Linked DNA regions of Mus musculus: region 1 is linked to region 2. A link is a contact called in public promoter capture Hi-C data. All regions are on one chromosome and are shown on one strand. Each heading gives the region's core, a stretch centred on a gene start, on an enhancer-like site or on the middle of the called end of the contact. The rest is flanking DNA. Distances are from core to core; before and after follow the strand shown.

Region 1 (6,488 bases), core at 3,937-6,436, 140 kb before region 2:
TTCTTGCCTGCAGGTGCCCGCCCCATATGACAGGACCCCGGTGCGAGGAGCAGGTTGTTAGTCAGCAACAGCCTGGGCGTAAGTGGTGGGGAGGGCAGGGCTGCCACGACATAGAGCAAGAAGAGCCTTACACCTCCCATCTCCCTAGGCTTCAGACTCAGTTTCCCGACTTCTCTCTCCAGATATGGCCTCCATCCTGATCCCTCTGCTGCTGCTTCTCCTGCTGCTTCTGGTGGCTGGCGTGGTGTTCTGGTATAAGCGGCGAGTCCGAGGGTGAGCCACTGGGAGTCTGAGAAATTCTGGCTGTTATTTTACAATCCGATAACCTTACCAACATCACGGTTCCCTGACTCCTGCCTCTCCCCAGGGCTAAGGGCTTCCAGCACCAGCGGATGACCAATGGGGCCATGAATGTGGAAATTGGAAACCCTACCTACAAGATGTATGAAGGTGGAGAGCCCGATGATGTCGGGGGCCTACTGGATGCTGATTTTGCCCTTGACCCTGACAAGGTATGCCAGAGGCCATCGAAGGGGCTTCTGGAACAGGATCAAAGGCCGGAGGGGTGGGGTTGGGGTGATCAAGGCAACCAGAGGTGTTACACAGAAGTGGGAGCTGGGGTATTCTAATCATATGAACCTTTTTTTTTCCCAGCCTACCAACTTCACCAACCCAGTGTATGCCACGCTCTACATGGGGGGCCACGGCAGCCGCCATTCCCTGGCCAGCACGGACGAGAAGCGAGAACTGCTGGGCCGGGGACCTGAAGACGAGATAGGAGATCCCTTGGCATAGGGCCCTGCCCCGACGGATGTCCCCAGAAAGCCCCCTGCCACATGAGTCTTTCAATGAACCCCCTCCCCAGCCGGCCCTTCTCCGGCCCTGCCGGGTGTACAAATGTAAAAATGAAGGAATTACTTTTTATATGTGAGCGAGCAAGCGAGCAAGCACAGTATTATCTCTTTGCATTTCCTTCCTGCCTGCTCCTCAGTATCCCCCCCATGCTGCCTTGAGGGGGCGGGGAGGGCTTTGTGGCTCAAAGGTATGAAGGAGTCCACATGTTCCCTACCGAGCATACCCCTGGAAGCTGGCGGCACGGCCTCCCCACCACGCCTGTGCAAGACACTCAACGGGGCTCCGTGTCCCAGCTTTCCTTTCCTTGGCTCTCTGGGGTTAGTTCAGGGGAGGTGGAGTCCTCTGCTGACCCTGTCTGGAAGATTTGGCTCTAGCTGAGGAAGGAGTCTTTTAGTTGAGGGAAGTCACCCCAAACCCCAGCTCCCACTTTCAGGGGCACCTCTCAGATGGCCATGCTCAGTATCCCTTCCAGACAGGCCCTCCCCTCTCTAGCGCCCCCTCTGTGGCTCCTAGGGCTGAACACATTCTTTGGTAACTGTCCCCCAAGCCTCCCATCCCCCTGAGGGCCAGGAAGAGTCGGGGCACACCAAGGAAGGGCAAGCGGGCAGCCCCATTTTGGGGACGTGAACGTTTTAATAATTTTTGCTGAATTCCTTTACAACTAAATAACACAGATATTGTTATAAATAAAATTGTAAAAAAGGAAAAAAAAAAGAAAAGAAAAGAAAAGAAACCCACTGTGTCTGCATGCTAATGTGAGAATTTGGGAGCTGGGGCTGTGCTTGCCTGTTCCAGCCACCAGAGGGAGCATTGCTGCATGCTGGAGGCTGGCCTGAGAATCCTAAGGTCCACGTCTCCAGCCCCACTCCATCCTCCTGTCTTGCTATGGCAGGGAAGAGCTGTTTTGCTCAGTGTATGACCTTGAGCCTTATGATGTGACTGGTAGGATCTGGTGTCACCCGGCCCCAGTGCATTGACTCAGACATGTGCTTCACTGTTCTCCTGCCCTACACTGGCCCCACAGTGAGATGCCACCCTAGAAAAAAGCACACTGGGTAATGAAGGCCTTTAGGAAGGTCTGCTCCATGCTCCTTTTGAAATGTTGACATCTCACTCTATGACCTATGAGTAAAACCCTGGCTGTTGGGCCAGCAGAATGGCTGGGTGGGCAAAACACTTGACTTTGCAAGCCTGGTAGCCTGCGTTTGCTCTTGGAACCCATGTAAGAGTGGGCAAGACCACCGGGCAGTGGTGGCGAACGCCTTTAATCCCTGCACTTAGGAGGCAGAGGCAGGCGGATTTCTGAGTTCCAGGACAGCCAGAGCTACACAGAGAAACCCTGTCTCGAAAAACAACAACAACAACAGCAAAAAAAAAAAAAAAAAAAAAAAAAAAAAATGGGCAGGACCAGCTCCGTAAAATTATTCTCTGACCTCCATATGTACGCTTTGGCAAACACAGAATTTTTTTTTTTAATTAAATACCTGCATTAGGGGATGAGATAGAGGGGAGGAGAGCCAGCAAGGCTCAGTTTGCCCATCAGCTTCCGACATATGCCTCTCTCTCAACAAACATTGCAGACATTCCAGGAGTTGACCAGGAAAGGACTTACACTATCTTAGTTGTTCCAGATCTCCTTGAACCTCTTTCAAAGGGGAATGAACCCCTTGCGGAAGACTATGCAGCTTTACACTGTCCAGGACTGGGGGAGGGTTAGAACCCTGCTCTTCTAACAGCAGCAAACAATGCCTCCCAAAGGAGCTGTCCAGCTTTTCATCTCTGACCCTCCCAGGGTATTTCTCCTTTGAATCCTCCCCTCGGGGAAGCTTATGGGTAGATGAACATCCAAAGACAAGACCCTCCTTTTCTATCATCAATTTTATCTCCAACCTCATCCCTGAAGCCCGGCTATGAGATCTTCCTTGCTCCTCCAGACTCCTTATGACTCTGGGATGAGCGATCCTGCTGGGAATAAAATGGGGGTGGGGGTGGGGGTTGGGGGGGGGTCATTGTTGATCCTTAAATGTTGACTTGTGGCTCTTTCTGGCCACCAGGTGGCGTCTACACTGCTGTAACACTGCTTATCCTAAAGCTCCCCACACTAATTATGCACCTGCTGCCGAGGACCCTAGCCCAGCCTCTCACTTCCTTCCCTGGGGCTATTTTGCGCTGACCCTTCTACCCTCTGTCAGCCATCTTCCTTCCCTCCCCCAGAGTCTGCTCATTCCCCACCACCAGTAATCCCACCCTCTCCACCCCTTCCTTCTGCCAGCCTGCATCTGTAGCCCCCCCCCCCCCCGGAGCCACTGATTCTCTGCCTGTCACCTCAAGATCTCGGGTAGAACAAGACAGGCCCCCAACTGCTGCTTTAGAAAGCCTACCCCTTCGTTAGCACCCTCCCTCTCTGGCCAGGACCAGAAGGGTGCACTATCTTCAACCAAGCCAAATGCAAGGGAGTCTCAAAAACCAAAAAGGACACTGACTGATTCAGATCAGATTGAAAAGCAGATATTCTTAGATGGAAAGAGTCAGGGACAGAGGCAAAGACCCAGAGATAAGTACTGTGCACATGTGTGTATGTGTGCATGCACTTGTAATCTCTGAGAGAATTGGACGGCCTGAGATTAGCTAAAACGATGGTGATGGGGAGGGTCAGGTCTCCTACAGATAGATACTTTGGCCGTGGGCTTCTAGGCACCCAGGATGTGTGACCACCCTTTGCCTTCACCCAGAACTAAAGCAGCTCCTTTGCTTAGGGTCAGCCCTGGCCAGCCATTTGGCCTTGTCCCTGACACTTTGTCTCATCCTGCCTTTATTCGTTCAGCCCTGACTGCACCCCAAATCGCTGCTCCCTGGTTTTTGTCTCCTTGAGTGTCACCAAGTACACCCCTGTCCTTTCCCTGACCCTCTTTTCAGTGTCTGTCACTTCCTGTGTGTCTGTTATTTTCATATCCCTAGGCTTGTCTTTCAGATTGCCTGTGTGTGTGTGTGTGTGTGTGTGTGTGTGTGTGTGTGTGTGTCCCTGTGGGTATTTGCCTCTGTCAAGGCAAGAGGTACTTTGGGTACCTAGCTGTTTCTGTATATCACTGTATGCTACTGTGTGTATAAATCATGTGTGTCCGTCTCTGTGTGCTTATGTGCCTCTGTGTATGCTGGTCTGTATGTGAAGTGGCCTCACTGCTACAGTGTAGCAGGGTACTATTACAGTGGGGTAAGACTGGAGACACACCTTGGGATGTGTGTCTGTCTCTTCATCTCTTTGCATGGTCCTATCTCTTGCTGTCTAGGTGTTGGTCATACTACCTACTCAGCCTCAGACACAGCGCATAGCAACAGCTGACAGCTGAAGACTCCCTGGGTAGGGGAGAGAGAGAAAGACCAGTGGGAGGAGGAAACACGAAGAAACAGCCCTGAGGATGAGAACAGAGACCGTGCTGGAGCTGGGGACAGAGAGAGACAAGGACAGAGATAGACAGGGAAGGGGACGGGATGAGAAGAGCTGAGAGTGGAAGATGGGATTGTGGGAGAGAAAGCACAGGGCTCGTACCAAGAGGGGCAGAAGGCACTGAGGACTTCCTGCCTAGCACCAAACAAGGGTGCTCTGGATCAGGCCAGGGTCAACAGTGCGGATCAGGGGCTAACTTAAAAGAGCCGGTTTAGCCAAGGGGTCCGGGGGCCGCAGAGGTGCCGCGGGGCGGGGACAGGGCGGCGGGCGCCGTTTGTCAGCCCTATTGACAGACGTGATGGGGTTTCCGTCCGTGATCAATGATTCTCATCTCCAGGCCGAATGAGCCGCGGGGCGCCCATCCATCCCCGTCAGCGCCGCGCTCAGTGCTAGTCGCCCGAGGCCCCGCCCGCCCTCACCTCGGTCCCTGTCCGGATCACTGCCCTAGACCTACCTCTGCCAGGATTATAGAAACACCCCCCACCCATCCACCTCGGGCATCACAGGACAGGGTCCTGCTGCGTTCCCTAGCCTGTGTATGGGAACTCATGCTCCGCGACGACCCCTTCCCGCTCACAGTTCAGGGCCTAGAGTCCCACGCCCTATTGTAGCCCTCATCTGCCCCAAGACCTGGCGTCTTTGGGGTGCTGCTCCCCAAACCCCTTGCCCCTCTCCAGCTTCACACCTGAGCCAGGGGTGTGTCCAGGGTGTGTCACGGTGAAAGTCACCTTCCTTGCCCCCAGCTGGGCGGGAGGGGGCGCGCGGGGCGCGGCCGGGATTGGAGCACCGCGGAGCCCCGCCCCCCCACCCCGCCCGCCCGACTCAGACCCAACTTTCTCCCCCGCCCGCGCCCCGCCCCCAGCGCCTTGCTCCGCTCCGCGCTCAGTCCGCGGGCCGAGCCGCCCGCTCCCGCTGCTCGCGCCGCCGCCCTCTGCCCGGCGTCCCTCACCCTGAGCCCAGTCCTGCCGGACTCGGGACCCGCCCTGCCCGACCCGCTCGACCGCTCGGGAAGATGCGGCTGCTCCCGGAATGGCTCCTCTTGCTCTTTGGTCCTTGGCTCCTTAGGAAGGTAAGGGTGGCAGAGCCAAGGTGCGGGGTCCGGGACACGAAGAACACTGCATGCCAGGGGGCTCCGCGCGTCCGCCCCGCCCCCAGGACTAAGCGTCCCAACTTTGTGCGTCGTGGGGGACGTGGACAGACAGACTGCCCGCTTTAGGACTGGCATGCACCCAGCAAGTTGGCTGAGGGTTAGAAGAAGGTGCAGGGTGGAGGCCCGGCTCCAGTCGGATTCAGGCGCGACGGGGGGAGGGGACGAAGCGCGACCCGCGAGTGCGCCAGACAGAGAAGGAGTGCGAGACAGACAGACAAGCCAGCGGGTGTTAGCCTAGCCTTCTTTCCGCACCTACCTCGCTTGCCTCCCTCTGTCTGTCTGTCTGTCCTTCCACCTCTCACCCTCCACCTTCCCATTCCTCTTCTCCTTGTCACAATGCCAGGTAAGCTCTGCGATCCGAGCATACATTATCCAGGCACACGCGCTTACACGGACCCACACCAGCAGGGCTGAACTTGGCTACAATCTTCCATCCCATTTCCCGCGGAGACACCATCTCCCCTGCATAACCTCACAGACACACCCCCCTCTCACGCCTGGTGGTTGTTGTCTGGGAGGGGAGTCTCTCCTTACATCTCCTTCCTGCCCCCACCCTTCTCACTGTCTCTTTTCCTGGGGTTTCTGGGTGAAGACCCAAAGGCTAAAAGGGCCCAGAGCTCATCCTGCCCGACTCTTGCCTTGAGATCTTCAGCCCATATGGGCTCACAGTGCGGACATGGAGTGTATGGGTTAAAACCAGCCCTTGTATGCATGTGTCCAGGGAATCCAGGCACTGGGACCCAAGGTGAATGTCTATGTTGGCATGCCATGGTGGAGACATTGTCTTTGCATGGTTGATTGTGCCTGCTTCAAAGCACTGCCATCTATTTGTGCCCTGAAGTGTGACCCACAAGGGTAGTTTAGACTCTGCCCCCAACTTCCTTTCTCAACTATGACCTACCCAGTTTAAGGGCAACCAGTTGGCTCCACAAGCCCTCACTCTTGGACCTCAATCCCCAGTCTTTAAGAGAAACCAGTAATTCTCCTCCAAAACGCTTGGACCCCAGGCCTGGTGTGGTGTCCTCATAACTACAATAG
Region 2 (6,358 bases), core at 2,194-4,693:
AATATTAGAATATTCCTAATTAATTCAGTCTACTTGATGAATCACTATAGTGCCTAGATTGAGTAAAGCAGAACCCTGTACCTGTAGAACTATATCCCCAGATAGACAAATAAACCTCAGTGTCATCAAGGACCAAACTGCACTAATGCTTTCAGACCCAACAATGTGCCTCAGGCCCACGCCATTACCCAACTCGAGGCCAAAGCAGGACGACCTTAAGTGCGAGCTACACAAATCTAAGGCCAACAGCATAACCTTGTCTCTCAAAACAACAGAAGGGAGGAAAGGAAGAAGGGAGGGGGGGGACTGAAGGGAAAAAGAAGAGAAGTGCCATTCATCCACTTGACTGTGGGTTCAGTATCAAAGAAGAATATTCCTAATTAATGAAGGGGATATTAAAATACTATGACTTCCCCCAACTACATGTCTTTGGGGCTGGCTTTTCTTCATATACTTGAACCAAACAAGGCATCTTAATAAACTGAAGGCAAACTGTAACAAGAGAATCCAAATGTCGTCTGTTAGGTTAGATATTAGAGATTTGCAAAAATTCAAAACATGGCTAGGAAGATATCTCAGTTGTAGTGTTTTCCTAGTACATAAAAGGCCCTAAGTTTGATTCTTAGTGCTAATAAATAAATAATTTTTTTAAAAATTAAAATAAACAAAATAATGCCCACCTTTCTCACTGAATTGTGTTTAAAGTTGTTTGGTTGTTTGGTGTTAGGTTTTGGGGTTGTTTGTTTGTTTGTTTTAGGTATAGGAACTGGGGAGGTAATTCAGTGGGTACATACCTACTGCACACACATGAGGAATGAGGTTGCAAGTTCACCAGCTACATAAATATGGGCACAGTGTTTCATTCTGAAGCCTCAGTGCTGGAGTCAACAGGCAGACACGGGGCACCAGCTGACCAGGCAGAGACAGGCAGACACGGGGCACCAGCTGACCAGGCAGAGACAGGCAGACACGGGGCACCAGCTGACCAGGCAGAGACAGGCAGACACTGGGCACCAGCTGACCAGGCAGAGACAGGCAGACACGGGGCACCAGCTGACCAGGCAGAGACAGGCAGACACTGGGCACCAGCTGACCAGGCAGAGACAGGCAGACACTGGGCACCAGCTGACCAGGCAGAGACAGGCAGACACGGGGCACCAGCTGACCAGGCAGAGACAGGCAGACACGGGGCACCAGCTGACCAGGCAGAGACAGGCAGACACGGGGCACCAGCTGACCAGGCAGAGACAGGCAGACACGGGGCACCAGCTGACCAGGCAGAGACAGGCAGACACGGGGCACCAGCTGACCAGGCAGAGACAGGCAGACACGGGGCACCAGCTGAGCAGCCAACCTAGCTCGAACACTGAGCCCTAGCTTGTCTCAAAAATAAGGTTGAAAACAATAAAAATAAATTTTAAAAAATAGAGGGGCTGGAGAGATGGCTCAGCAGCTAAGAGCACTGACTGCTCTTCCAAAGGTCCTGAGTTCAAATCCCAGCAACCACGTGGTGGCTCACAGCCATCTTATAACAGGATCTGATGCCCTCTTCTGATGTGTCTGAAGACAGCAACAGTGTATTCATACATAAAAACAGAGAGAGAGAGAGAGAGAGAGAGAGAGAGAGAGAGAGAGTGAGTAGAGGGGAGCTGGAGAGGTGGTTCACCCACTAAGGACGCTTGTTGTTCTTGCAGAGGATGCAAGTCTGTTGTTTAGCATCCACATCAGGTGCCTCACAACAGCACGCACTCCAGCTCCAGAGAATCTACCACCCTCTGCCGGCCAACCCAAGTTCCTACACGTGTTTGTACACATACACAAGCACTGGTAAATACAATTCCTAAAAAAGACAGACAGACAGAAAGGGAGGGAAGGAGGATAGGACATCGAACACTCAATGTTGACCTCCGGCTTCCAGACATGTGAGCACAGGCACATGCACTCTTATGCATATATGTATACACAAAGTTACAGACATTATCAATATATAAGAAGAATGTTACATTTGATGAATCAATATTTAAAATTTTTTTCTTAGTTTTAATCCATAATAGGGTTCAATATTGATAAATATAATACACATAAGCAAAAGTTTCCTTTTTTTTTTTTTGTTTTTGTTTTGTTTTGTTTTGTTTTTTTTTCGGTTTTTCGAGACAGGGTTTCTCTGTGTAGCCCTGGCTGTCCTGGAGCTCACTCTGTAGACCAGGCTGGCCTCAAACTCAGAAATCCGCCTGCCTCTGCCTCCCGAGACAGGTGTGCACCACCACACCCAGCTCAAGCAAAAGTTTCTTACTGTCCATAATAGGTTTTGTTTTCTAGTTGGACTTCAGTTTCTTTCCTCCAAAATTGTTATTCTTTTCATGTATACACATGGTTTGCCACATGTGTGTCTGTGCACCCTGTCCATGCACTACTGCCTTCAGGGGCAAGAAGGAGTCAGACCCACTGGAACTGGAGTTATAGACCTTTGTGAGCAGCCTGGGTCTTAAGGAATAGACAGTGATCTTAATTGCTGTGATATTCATTCAAACCCTATAACTTTTTTAAAAATAACTTATTTATTTTTAATTTACATGCATATATGTCTGTCTGTGTGAAGATGTAGGATTCCCTGGAACTGTTACAGACATTTGTGAACTGCAGTGTGGGTACTGGGAATTGAACCTGGGTCCTCTGGAAGAGCAACTAGCTCTTGAACCATTGAACCATCTCTCCATTCCCATAACAACTTTTAAAAGAGCAAAAAGTAGCCTTATTTTATTTTTTTTACTTTTACCATGTTATTGAACATTCTATTTACATTAATTTTTCTCCTCAATCTATGATGAAGTTTTATACTTTCAAACATCCCCAGAATGTCTTACTATGCAATAATAGCATTACTTTCCCTGCTACCAAATGATGCACTAAAGATATTTACTATAGAATAGTTTTCTATTTTAAATTCTACTTAATCTAAATTATGTACTCAAAGTACCCCTCCTCGGCTGGAAAGATGGCTCAGTGGCTAAGAGCACTGACTGCTTGTCTGAAGGTCCTGAGTTCAAATCCCAGCAACCACATGGTGGCTCACAACCATCCATAATGAGATCTGATGCCCTCTTCTGGGTGTCTGAGTTCAGCTACAGTGTACTTACATATAATAAATATTAAAAAAAAAAAAAAACAAAAAGAAAAAAAAAACAAAGTACCCCTCCTTAAGTCTACCTTTCCTTATGTTGATGGTCCGTACAGGTACACAGGTTATTTGCTGCTCAAACTGTATGAACTCCGAAAACAATCCAAGCATCACAAGCGTTACCTGTAAGCCCCAGTGTGATGCTTACCTGATTTCTAGCACAGATATGGTGCTGGCTCCTCCATCCAGGCGGGATCTTAGGAACTGTATCAGGTTTACTGCTGAGAGACACTGAGGAAGGACAGGGTCGCCTCTTGCAATGCACCTGAGAAAGAAAAAGAATCCTTCACTACATCAAATCCAGGCTCTAATCCACTTTCAGCAACATGGCAGTGAACTAAAATTCTTAGAACAGTTCTGACTTTTTACTGGTCTCTGTGGTTTTTTTTTTTTTTTTTTTTTTTTTTTTTGGGTTTTTGGTTTTTTGAGACAGGGTTTCTCTGTGTAGCCCTGGCTGTCCTGGAACTCACTTTGTAGACCAGGCTGGCCTTAAACTCAGAAATCCGCCTGCCTCTGCCCCCCCCCCCCCCCCCAGTGCTGGGATTAAAGGCGTGCACCACCACGCCCAGCTTTGGTCTCTGTGTTTTAATTAAATGGTGTGAGTGACGGTACAAAAATCATTTTGAAGCTACATATATTATTCCTAACTCTGAAAAGCTGAATACTGTCTATTAACTATAAAATCCCCAGGGATTTTAATTCTACAAAAGCCCTGTATGGTTCTAAATTTAACCAAGCAATAGAAACAGTTGGAAGATATGTAATTCCTTTTAATATCTGTGCTTTTATGTTGCCAGGCAGCTATTTCTTCAGTAATCTTAGTGCACCCAACCATATAAAAGGAAGAAATACATACAACTGACAGGTTAGTAACTGTGGTAACTGAGATATTTTCTGAGCCAGGTGTGGAACTGAGTAAACCAAAATCCCAGTGCTTGGGAAGCTGAGGCAGGAACATCAGGAGTTCAAGACCAGCACTGTCTAGATGGGATGCTGCAAAGATGGCTCAGGTGCTAAGAGAACCCACCACTCATCCAGAGGACCCAGATTTGATTCCTAGCCCTCACATGGCAGCTTACAACCATCTCTAGCTCTAGTTTCAGGGCATCTGATGCTCTCTAGTCTCCATAGGGACCAGGCACACAAGTGGTGCACAGACACACAAGTAGGTGAAATACCCAGACACATAAAATTAAAATAAAACCTAAAAGAAAATGCTATCTACAGTCAGATGGTGGTGGTGATGGTGCACGCCTTTAACCCCAACATTTAGGAGGCAGAGACAGGCAGATCTCGGAGTTTGAGGCCAGCCTGGTCTATACGGAGAGTTTCAGGACAGCCTCTGTCTCAAAAAACCAAGAGTAGGAACACGGTACTTTATGCCTACCTTATATGTCACCATATAAATAAGTACTGGTTATTTTCTGTTGCTGTGACAAAACACCATCCACAAAAGCCACTTATGGGAAAACACTACAAGGCCTCTTCCCTACACAGCTCATCCCCAAGAAGTCATCAGCACTACCTAGAACTCACTTCCTCTGATGAAGGAATTTAGTTGAGATACTATACTGCCTGAGTACATCTCAGAATATGCAGTTTTGAGATACACACACACACACACACACATACACACAAATGTGTGGGTTATCAAATGAAAACAGTAAGAATAGATAGGCAGCTAAGAATAAGAAGTAGGGGGTGGAGAGATGGCTTCCTGGTTAAAAGCACTGACTAACTACTGTTCCAGAGAATCCAGGTTCAATTCCCACATGGTGGGTCACAACTGTAACTCCAGTTCCAAAGGAACTGACACCCTTGCACAGACATACGTGCAGACAAAACACCAATGTACGTGAAATAAATAAATAGCCAGTGCTATAGAGCTACAGCATCTATAGTTAAAAAGAAAAGGAAGTAATCTCCCTGTGAAGGAACTACTCCCCACTAAAAGATCAGGACTCTTTCAGAAGTGATTAACTGCCGGCCCAGGGCAGGTGAAGTACAGAGGTAACAATGGGCAAACACGCTGTCTGTGCCTGTGGAGGTGCTGAGAGCCTGATGCTGCCAAGAGGACAGAGAAGCCAAGGAGGCTCCCATTAACTAAACTGAGAAGAATTTAACATTCTCATCCTTTTTTAAAAAAGATTTATTTTTATGTGTACTGGTGTTCTGCCTGCATGTTATGTAAGGGTACCAGATCCTCTGGATCTGAAGTTACAGACATTTGTGAGATGCCATGTGGGTGCTGGGAATTGAACCTGGGTCCACTGCAAGAGCAATCAGCGCTCTTAGCCATTAAGCCATCTCAACAATCCCACAATATTCGTTCTTAACTGATAAGCCATCTCTTCAGCTCTAAATGTCAATACTGTTAGTACTTTTAATGCTGACACTAGTGACTACAAAACATTGAATTTGGGAAGGGAATAAGGTGTCTGCATACACTAAGATGTGTGTGCAGTTGGTGGAATTAGACACATGTATGCATGTGAATAGAGGCCTATAGAACGACCTTAGGCGTATAGCCACTGGCCATGGCTATCTTTTCCAGGCATCGTCTCTCCTATATACACTTGCATACACATACATATACTACACACATGGAGTAAGAAAAATAATAGTAAAATATCAACCCTAGAGTACTCACCAAAACAAACAGAGAAGGGGTATCCTACAAAACAATTCTAGCTAGTAAATGTAAAGGGAATGAGACAATATGAAAATCAACTTCCTGAAATCACCAATTTAATAAAAGTCTCAAATAAGACTTATCAATGGATGCTGAGGACACGGGATAAAGGTACTGGTTATTCCTGTACTTGGAGGCAGAGACAGGAGAATTCTGAGTTCACAGTCATCCTCTATTACACAGTAAGACTGAGGGCAATCTGGGCTACTATATGAAACCCTGTCTCAAAACAACAAAAAGTTATCGAGGAAACAAGAATCATAAACCCTGAGTCAGAGGCAGGCAAATTTCTGAGTTCAAGGCCAGCCTGGTCTACAGAGTGAGTTCCAGGACAGCCAGGGCTACACAGAGAAACCCTGTCTCAAAAAAAAACCAAAAAAAAAAAAAAAAAAAATCATAAACCTTAAAATAGCTAACAGGGTGGCTTTATACAGTGAAATCCTATTAAGAAAGAATATGACTTTATTCTAGATTGTAAGAGCTAGGAT

The links. Promoter capture Hi-C pulls out the DNA fragments that hold promoters and counts their contacts.
Region 1: a promoter capture Hi-C map of embryonic stem cells shows a contact between it and region 2, with 2.2 times the contacts expected there. The contact joins the promoter of Nxph4 here to the promoter of R3hdm2 in region 2. A contact is called at or near these places in 9 of 39 promoter capture datasets (the 3T3-L1 cell line, the C10 cell line, cranial neural crest and 5 more), 3 of 484 Hi-C or Micro-C datasets (centroblasts, embryonic stem cells and regulatory T cells), 5 of 115 datasets of contacts at active chromatin or transcription factors (embryonic stem cells and stem cell-derived neural progenitor cells) and 3 of 9 other capture datasets (adipose tissue, liver and pancreatic islet).

The regions. Positions count from the first base shown.
Region 1 is chr10:127,533,257-127,539,744 of GRCm38.p6, reverse strand. Nxph4 (neurexophilin 4) reads left to right here and starts at 5,186. Exons shown (of 2, transcript NM_183297.2): 1 at 5,186-5,369. The coding sequence starts at 5,313. Lrp1 (low density lipoprotein receptor-related protein 1) reads left to right here. Exons shown (of 89, transcript NM_008512.2): 86 at 14-78; 87 at 183-273; 88 at 368-512; 89 at 655-1,588. The coding sequence ends at 795.
Region 2 is chr10:127,387,396-127,393,753 of GRCm38.p6, reverse strand. It overlaps R3hdm2 (R3H domain containing 2), which reads right to left and starts at 3,443. Exons shown (of 26, transcript NM_001168292.1): 1 at 3,327-3,443.